Regions from separate parts of the Columba livia genome. Here region 1 is linked to region 2. Evidence: chromatin contacts called from public Hi-C data. All regions are on one chromosome and are shown on one strand. The core of a region is the stretch at or near the end of the contact, and the rest is flanking DNA. Distances in the headings are between cores, read along the strand shown.

Region 1 (5,026 bases), core at 1,518-4,017, 190 kb after region 2:
TGATTCCTTGATGAACTGTAAAAAGAGAAACTGTGATTTCCAAAAAAAAGAAAGAAAACAAAAAAAAGAACAAAAGAAATATATCCAAAAGTTATAAAAGAGATTTGAGGATATTCCAGTTAAAGTTCACCAAAACAAGTATCTCAAGGTGAACGTTATGAAATGGATATAGGTTCTGTAAGGCACAGCTCTAAGTGTACACTGAAAATGAAGGCTTTTTACAGTGTTATAAAATTATATTCAGTTGAAAAGACCTACAATGAATGCAGAAAGATTTACTGAGGGTAGGGAGGGAAAACATGAACTGCATTAAACAGATATTAAATAAGAAACCCAGAAATTAATTTTGAAGTTAAAAAATGAAAAGGCGGCTGAAACTGAGAGCAAAAGCACTGTGTGGCTTACAAATCAGAACTGTTAGCTTAGTTTTCTACTAATAGCATTTTTATTCTTATTTTTCTCCATAGAGTGTCAAAATTGTTGCTTTATTTTTGCTGACTAAGCTGTCAAAGACTCCATATCTGTATCACAATTTGGTTACACATTGTGCACCAGGAAGAAAACATCCAAGAGGAGAAAAATAAACATCAAGGACACATATGAGAAATACACGTATACATTAAAAAACAAACAAACACAACGCCCTCCCACCAAACTTCCCTACAGATATTCCAACTTTTCTGGTTGCCAAGGTAATAGCTTTGATGAGGACAAGCAAAGCAGTGAAGAAAATGTAGTTTAAGGTTTCTTCAGTTATTTCTTTTCTTACTGAAATACATTAAAAGGCACATTTCCAAACCAACATCTTTTAAACTGCTCACACATTTGTATGCTTTTCCATAGCATAATTCGATATAGCCAAATGATTATTATAGACTCGGAAAAAGTTCATACCCAGCATTTGCACACAGTTCTGGTTTTCAGTTGTAGTTTACCTTTGTCAAGGAGTTTTTAGTTTCTTGATGAAATAGTTTGGCCTCCCAAGTTATGTCTGAGCATCCTGCTTTTAATACGTGCCTTTGCAAAGGAAACTTCAAGGAGACAGGGCACAATGACCCATGCTTTTTTTAAAAAGCAGCAACTTTTCTCTTAAAATCTATACAGAACTAAAACATTTTGCCTCTTAAAAGCTGTACAGATACAATCCCAAAACGAAAACGGTCAGGATAACTGTTCATATCTAGCAACTGCTGATCACAGGTAAGAATCCGTGGATTTCATAGCTGGAACTGCCTGTTAGGCAACCCAGCAAGGCCAACACCTTCCCCATCGCGTACCCAACATGCAGCTTCTGTGATGTGAACCGTTTTCTTTGGGCCTCAAGCTCAAACACCTCAAGTTGTTCCAATAAAGACTGATTTATCATTTGTGGCAAGGAAAAACACAACCTCATGAATTGCACTAGTCTTAGTGAGATACAAGCTTGGGATTGGAGGGGTCGGTAAAAGACAGAAGCAACTTAAACTTGCAGTGAGAGAACAGCAGTATTCATCAGCATACAGCGGTCTCAGGATGTGAACGGCAATGCTTGATCTTGTTTGATGTTAACTGCAACTCTCAGATAAATGAAGTAGAACACGGCAGAATTCCCTGCCTTGGGACCACTAATCACAATTAAATCCCTGACCGGCAGTGGCAGAATGAGAACTTAACAAGAAAGAAGAAAAATGTTTTTCCATCAATTAGGAAAAGCTATGAAATTTATCTGTCTTGTCTACTATTCAGTTACAGAATAGAAACACTCCTTTTGTAGACAGAATACATGACATAAGAGAAATTAGTACTGGGGCAGAGGGCGGGGGGGGGGGCGTGAAAGGCACTTAGAGATAGTGTCTTTTTATCAGTGACAAACTATTTGTCTCCCCTCTCTTGAGAAGTTTAGAAAAGCGCTGCTTTTTATCCTTTCAATAAATATTGGTCTCTCTCTCAATTCAGACTATTAAAAATAATAAGAGGAATATAATACAACTTTAAATGAGAGTTTATATATCACATGCTTTATGACAGCTGCTTTTATTTCACTTTAGATTAACAGAGCCTTTATGTTGAGACTTTGGAGCTGACCTTACAAAGCAGCAATACCATTAGCCCTGAAGCACATGTTTCCCATTTTATGTTTCTGAGGTAACGTTCTTTGTGAAAGCAAAAGGAATGAAAAAGCAAACTTGCAGGAAAAATAAAAGTCGGAGTGTCCTCCTTTTGAACAAAATTAAAGTCAGTTTGGACATTTGAAAATACGAAGTGAGAGGCCATGGCCTTACAAAGAGCTTCTCAATGTGATCCCAAGAGTTACATGCTCAGCTTTCCTTTAGTATGTCATAGCTCACTGTCATTTCCTCTCAGGAGGCTGAACATATTTTGCCATCTCAATTTGAAGTGAAAGGTCTCACTTACATCAATGTTATTTCAGTTTTAACCAGCATTACTCAAACGATTTATAAGCACACCCAACCAAAAGAGCACCGTTATACCGAATGAACCCAAAAGAGTTATTCTGGGGTAAAGCAGAAAGGAATTTGATCTGCCCTGTTGCCAAGAGTCATGAGTTACTGTTATGCATGGAAATAAAACTAATTGTATTGGCGTTTTACCATTGCCATGTTCTAGTGGCTCACTGCAAGAGCAATATATTTGCTTTTTTCTTGATAAGCTTAATAATAGTGCCAGTGGAAGTTGGATCAAGGTTCCTGCAATCATATGGCCTTTTACTCAGAGGAAGTCTCCCCTTTGAAACACATTTCTGCAAACCTTCCAACAGGAAAGACGCACAGGTTGCTGGAGCTGCAGCCAGGTTCCAACATCCACAGACCGCCCCGTACTGTTATCTCAGACCAGCTTGAATGGAGACATGGGACTTTCTTGGGGTTTTGTTTTGTAAAGAAGAAGACAAACAGTTTGCATGTCACATCTATGTTTAAGCATTTAAATTCATAATTCTAATTCAAAACTGCAACATTTGCCCCTTCCTACCGACTCAATGAGAACTCTTGGATGCTGACTGCTTCTGGAAATAAGAGACATTACTTAGGGGGCAAGATATTGAAGGAGCAGCCCACTTGGAACATCCTTCTGTGATGGACTTGTCCTAAGCCTCAGAAGTTCCAGCTGCTATTTGTTTCACCAAGGCTGTTTCCTCATGTTTACATATTCTTTAGGCCCAGTTTAGATTCCACCAACCAATAAACCAACAAATGAACAAACCAGAGTCCTTCTCCTGTATCACCCAGTCTAATAATGTCCTTCAGTCCAACAGCTTCTGCTCCACTTTGTGGTGGCTTTTCCCCACTTTGCCCTTTTCCACTGGGCCTGGAGACATGCAGGACCCCCCCTCATAGAAGACAACGATATATATCTCTTCCCTTGCAGTTTGGGGGGGGGGTTGTTTGCCTCTTTTTTGTTTTGTTTTATACTATGTAAACCTGGTATCGGGGAAGGAGGAGTAACAAAAACATGCTCATATGACATTTTTGCCAACAGATAGTTGGTATTTCTTGGCAATGTTCCATATTAGAAATTACCCCCTGCCTGTACAACTCTCCAGTTCCCTCTGGTATATACTCTAAACTGTTGGTTTGCTGTGTTTCGCTGTAGACATAGCAGCAGTTAAGCAACTCCAACATCTACATTTGTGTTTCAGTAAGGTTAGGTACATTCAGACGCATTAAATCGGAAAGGTGCAACACTATAAATAGAGGTCACTCACGTGCAAGGGCAGACTTGAGTACACAATATGTCTTATTCAGATTACAATCTGAATTACCACATCATCCTTGTACTAAGGTCCAAAAAAGGGTATTGTCACCACATTACAGTCCAAGTTACAATTCTTCTACCAAGTTTTTGTCCATGATTAAATACAAATGGTTGGCAAATCCCCTCTTCCCTTTATTTTTCCTTTCTTTGTTTTCTTTAATAGATGGTCTTGTTATCATTAAGTGGCATGAACCAGGCAAATATTTAGATTTCTGTTCAGATTTCTGTGTCTGAATTGGTCATTTTGACTCCATCCTCTTTGATGCCTAGAAAATACCATACCATTTGTATTCAAAGGGAAAAAAAGGAATCCGTGATTCTTTTGGTGTGCTATGAATAAGCATGGAGATGTTGGGACACGAAAAGCATACATGACGCTACAATTAAAAAACCCCAATTTGTTAGCAGTTCTGTAATATTCCTCAAATGCAGAAATTCTAAACAGTGTGAAGTCATCCGTAACAGTGATTTTCACGGGGAGTGAGACAGCCTGCCAGATTTTCTGGACTAACATCAAACAATGCAGCACTGGTCAGTATGATATAGTGCATAAGAGCCAGGCTCTTCTTGGTGACAACCAATGATAGGACAAGGGGTAATGGGCACAAACTGGAACACAAGAGGTTCCACTTAAATTTGAGAAGAAACTTCATCTCAGTGAGGGTGGCAGAGCCTGGCCCAGGCTGCCCAGGGGGTTGTGGAGTCTCCTTCTCTGCAGACATTCCAACCCGCCTGGACACCTTCCTGTGTAACCTCATCTGGGTGTTCCTGCTCCATGGGGGGATTGCACTGGATGAGCTTTCCAGGGCCCTTCCAATCCCTGACATTCTGTGATTCTGTGATAAAAGCAACTGAATCTCCCATTGACTACAGCAGATTTTTTTGTGAACTGCTTCCATATTAAGATTTCTCATGCTTTCTCAACACGCGGGGTAGACATCCACGTTTCCTGACACATCCACTTACAAAGCCCGTCAGCCCCATGTGCTGCCCAGGGAACTCTGGTGCTCATGGTAGGTTTGTCTTTTCTAAGGAAACTGAGCACGTAGCCACTGAATCCTAATTGCGTACGTGCTAAAGAGAGAGTTCTTCCTTGAATCAGGATGGATTTATCCTTTTGCTAGAATAAGCATTCTCAAAACAAGTTCAAAGTCCCAAATTTGCCAGAAAATAACACCCAAAAGATCACAGAAAGGAATTTAAGATGCGGCTCTCTTACAGATGTTAAAACCAACAGATCTTCCACACAAATGCCATAAATTTATATATAATC
Region 2 (4,886 bases), core at 1,813-4,312:
TATGTTTCTTGCTGGATTGCTCCAGAGACCTGGCAAAGAGTCTAGAGGGCATTTTCCTAGGCTGTTACACAATGTTTTGCTCACAAATATGCAAAATACTCCCAAAGGACTAAATGTTGTTGGTAACGTGACATACCCTCCCACCCACCCCCAAAGAATGGTGTCTATTAAACACTTTTTAACTTGCTGTGGTCTTATAGATCCTGAATAGTGCATATTCACAAAACTACTGTCAGCCACTGTCCTATCCCATTTCTCTTTAAGAGCCTTTGATGGTCTTAGTCCTATTCCGTGGCTCACCAGTGTTATTGAAGTCACTGCTTAGGCTTTGCAAAACCAGCCCTCAGGCTCTCAACTTCTTTGAACATGCCTCAGCTTTTCCAGTCTCGGAGTCCTTTCTTCATACTCTGTACCATGGAAGACTGTTGTGAAACACATTTTCTGCATTCTTGCCCCTTCGAGGGCTTCCATATTGAAATGTTCTCCAAACTGCTTTTTTTGGGTATAAAGCTCAAAACTTCTGAAAGCTCTGATTTTATAGACTTGAAGGGAAAACCAAGTAGGACATTAAAGGGGATCATCCTCAGCAGTTTTTGAAACAGCAGGCTTTTGGAATGATTTAGTAACAAAAACCAAACCAATCAACTTTTAAATTATCAGTTAAATGGTTGTTTAAATGAAAAGAAAATGGCAATAATTCATTGAAAAATAGTGTGTTTCCAGTGCCATCTCACTTTGGGCTTTTAGACAAATCTGTTGAAGAATTTTTGTGAAAAATTCACATTCTGTACAGCTTCTGCTTATTTGATCAACCCTAGTAATGAGGTCTTGGTAAGAGTGAGAAAAGGAGAGTGGCATTTTGCAGGGGAAAAAAATGGCAACTGAAACATGTTCAGTGGAAAGGAGGTGAGGCAATGGATGGTTAAAAGAAGAGCTTGCAATTTGCCTTGTTTCAGCAGCCGCAAAAGGCTGAAATGTGAGGAAGCCGTCTTCAGCTAGAAGGCTTGTTAAAAACACTAGGGTTTAACTTAGAAGAAACTTGAGGACTATGTTAGCTTTTCAGTTGTAAAAATAAAGTACATTTTGTGTTTATCCTTACTATTTATTTTCTCCTCCACATTTCCCTCCCTTCACAAAACAAAACTAAATACAGTGGGTGAAAGCAGAATTTACCTTTAAAATCTGATTTGATGGATCTTCTGAATGAGAAACGTGGAGGCTGTCGGTCCCTTTCTCTCTACATATTTAGTGGTACAAGATGCATGTGTATAAATGCTGGGCAGCTGGGAGCTGTTTGTTTTTGGAGAACTGGAAGCTCTTTGAAAACTGCAGGAATAGATATGTTTCTGAAGTTTTATTTCGTTGTTTAGCTTTCTGTCATCCAGAAGTGCAGTGTTTACTTAAATGTTATACAAGCTCAGTGTTGTAAATTAACAAGTACTGTTGTAAATTAGGAGTCTTGGCTTTAAACTGTTGGACTTAATGTTATAATTGAAAACAGCTCTACAAACGCTCAGCTGTCAAGTCCTAACTTTACACAATTACCTTGGTTTCAGAATGTGACATTCCTAGGCTGTTCTGAAAGTGTGTTGAGCTAAACCTGAGGTGTGTATTTGCATTTTTGTGATCAAATGAAACCTGCCACAGAAATCTGAGAAACCCTTTCAATCCAAAGTTTGATGCTAGCAATGCATGCCTTCTTTTGGGGGCATAGCTCTTGCGTAGCTCCTCTGTAGGTAGTCTTGTTATAAAATGTGTGCAAAGTCCCAATAATTAGATTTTAATCTACATGGTGTAATTAAGACTGTTTGTCACATTTGCATTCATATTTCAGGTCATGTTTCTCCATCATGCTGCATGAAAACACAGTCACAATAATAGATGGAAGCTCAGAGCAAGATAGAGGATAATATTGTGGGTAAGGTAGCTCTCTGAGTCCCAAAATGGGAGTTAAGCTGTCACAGAGAGATGTGTTTTGCAGGTGAGATGTAACAGAGTAGAATGAACACAAACAAGTCAGGGCATTGACACTGTTTCAATAAGTACAACTGCAGGCAGAATCAAATAGGCAAGAAGAGATAAAGCTAAGAAAAAAAAATATGGGAAGATCTTAATAGGTAGGAAAGACTTCTGTGTGCACTCTTCATATAATGATATGTGTTGCCGCTTCCCTTTAAAAAAGAATGTATGCATTTAATCCATATCTGATGGAAGTATTTATTGAAGAGGACTGCAGAGCATGAACAGTGGGAGTACAAATAACTGAGTAGGAATAGGACAGACATTTATCATATGGAGATCCTTACTGCAGCGTAAGATAGGTGTTTCCTGTAAAGAGAGGAGATTTCAAGTAAGAGATGTAAGTTAGACGTTGCTTTAAATAATGTTGCCTAAGTGATGGTTTTTTGTGCAGAACTCATCACCAAAGAAAAAAACAAGTCAGTTTAAAAGGTAAAAACCCTCTTCTGAAAGGTCACTGTGGTAGGCAGAAAGTGTTCATTGGTAGATCCTGCTGGGAAGAGAGAGCTTCTGTAGGTATTAGATTTGGCGAGGGTTACTAGTCGACAGTTAATAAGATTTTAATTCATCACTTTAGTGAATGGAATTCAAATTTTCCCTTGTCGGTTTTCCAGTCTGCAGCTCAGGGTAATGGTTTTGTCTCAGGCATTAAGCATGAGGCAACATTTGATATTGAAGATACTTCAAAAAGTAAACAAATGTGTTCCTAGTGTCTCTCCCCATTATGCTAGAGTGTTAGATGTTGAGGTTACTAAGCCTGGGGATGGATGGGAGGATGGGAAGATGCCGTGTGTTGCTTTGTTTGGTTAAAGAGATGGCTCATGCATTCCACCTCCAGTTCCTGAAGAGATGAGCTCCCACAGTTGCGTACATCCTGTCATAAACTGGAGCTGAGCTCTGGGCAAAATTGCTGGTATTGCTACTGTCGCAATTTCACGAATCATGAGACACAAAGACAATTCATTTTTGGTTTCTTTCCTGATATTTGAAATTACAGAGGCAGTTGTTGTGCTGTTTTTCTGTTTGTACATTAAAAAACAACCAGTTTACCTACATGCATGGTAGAACATGCCATGTGGTGTCACTTCTGGTTTTCCTCCTCCCTGTTAGAAAAGATGGTATGTTCCCCAGCTGTGTCCTGCTTTCCCCTCTACAAAAGCATTCAGCCCCCATCCTATACCTTGGGGCAGGATGTGGCTGAGGCCAAAACCACGAGGGGTGATTTTCCAGCTTGGAATTTCCCCACGGCTATTGTGTCCATCTCCTATGTACGGCAGAAGAAAAGTGTTTGTCTCAGCAATTGCTTTTGTTAAGGGCTGTTGCTGTGAACTCGGCTTCAGGACATCGAAATGATGCACCACCATCTGATTGCTGAGCAAATTCTTGCTGCTTTGGCCAAGCGTTTTTTGTGTCATATGTATATTCAGGTGATAGACACTGTGTGAGCTGCCATACGCTATCCTTCAATTTTCCATGGCAAATGAAGTGCTTGTTAAACCACAAGTTAGACTGAAGTTACATGTGGAATTATGAGGCAGTACTTATGTGACTTCTTAACATGAATGGATCTATTGGTGACTTCATTCTGATACCAAGTAAAGTTGAGACCTCGCAAGTGTTACTCTTTGCATAGAAACAGATCTTTTTACATTAGATTGTAGGGGCTTCAGCAAATAAGAAGGCAAAATAATTTAAAAGAAGATTAGGAAAAACGTGTACCTTTTTCCAGCCTCTGTTTAATTAGGCTTCTCACTAAGAGAAATTATATAATTCTTGGTCTCATTAGAAGGAAGTCTAGTCAAGTCATTCTGTTTTCACAGTATTTAAATAATGCACTTACTGTTGGCAAAATTGTTCCTACGCTAAAGCAGGCTCCAAAATTATTCATAATTCCAACCTGGCAAATGGTAGCTCTCAGGTATATTGTCAGTTCTGGTGCAAGTCTAACACACCTTTAGAAATGCATTTAAACCTTTTTCCTACCTTGATTTTTTTTTCTATAATGGATTAAATGTAGTATTAGTCTATACATGCAGCTGTGACTGGGATCTGATACACTGAAGCATGTAATAGGTGCAGTCAGAGTTGCTACCAGAGTGAGGAACCATCACTGGCCATCACCTCTTAAAGTCAGAGCTGAGAATGTTCATCTTTTAAGGTATCTTTTGTGATTTCTAAGCAGTGCCCAACATCAGACCTTCACAGCACTCCCAGCTCTGCTGTCAGTGGTGTGCATGGGACTTGATTTATCAATGGGAAACAAGTATTAACTTTCTGAGAGCCCCTGGTTACAGACAGCCCTCTCTGTGCCACCCATTGCTTGTCCTTCAGACTCAATAGTTTGTTCCAGTTCCATGCTGGTCCACAGAACTGCTGTTGTGTGGCATTGCAAGTGCTATGACTGGCCAGCTCTGGGTGCAAGTAACCCCTTTTGCTTTCATTTGTCTAAGATTACTTTTGTAAACATTTGTGCATGTTTATATTTGTGTAAGACTAATTCCTTCCTCTGTTTTTCCGTGTGGTCCTATGGAGAGCTAACCAAGCTCAGCTCAGCTGAGAGGTGGCACAGGAAGAAAGGAGCAAGAGGAAAGAGTTGCCTAAACTGGCCTTGATAATAACCTATGAAAGGCTGGAACTGGAGCTTGGGTGTATAGGTCACAATTTCCAATTTCCTTGTTCCAGCTTTGGCCCACCAACATTCGGTGACTTCCTCTGTCTCATGTGTGATCTGAGCTAATTTCCAACTGTTATTAATGACATTTCTACTCTGCTTGTAGACATTAAAGTAGAGCATATAAAACATAAAATTGGTTTACATTCTTATGATTTTTATATGTGAATTCCCTATCTTGAGTGAAACTCTTGTA

What was found. Hi-C and Micro-C count contacts between places; a contact is called where the count stands out from the background.
Region 1: a contact with region 2 is called in a Hi-C map of liver, with 3 times the contacts expected there. The contact joins two enhancer-like sites. A contact is called at or near these places in 2 of 2 Hi-C or Micro-C datasets (crop and liver).

Annotation. Positions count from the first base shown.
Region 1 is chr4:72,329,479-72,334,504 of bColLiv1.pat.W.v2, forward strand. No RefSeq gene overlaps it. Among named protein-coding and RNA genes, the nearest start is that of GIMD1, 11 kb to the right of the region's middle. Within about 2 kb of position 2,768, at least 1 of the 3 cell types and tissues checked has an H3K27ac peak away from gene starts, as active enhancers do.
Region 2 is chr4:72,141,514-72,146,399 of bColLiv1.pat.W.v2, forward strand. All of the region lies in intron 7 of DKK2 (dickkopf WNT signaling pathway inhibitor 2), which reads left to right. Among named protein-coding and RNA genes, the nearest start is that of DKK2, 89 kb to the left of the region's middle. Within about 2 kb of position 3,063, at least 1 of the 3 cell types and tissues checked has an H3K27ac peak away from gene starts, as active enhancers do.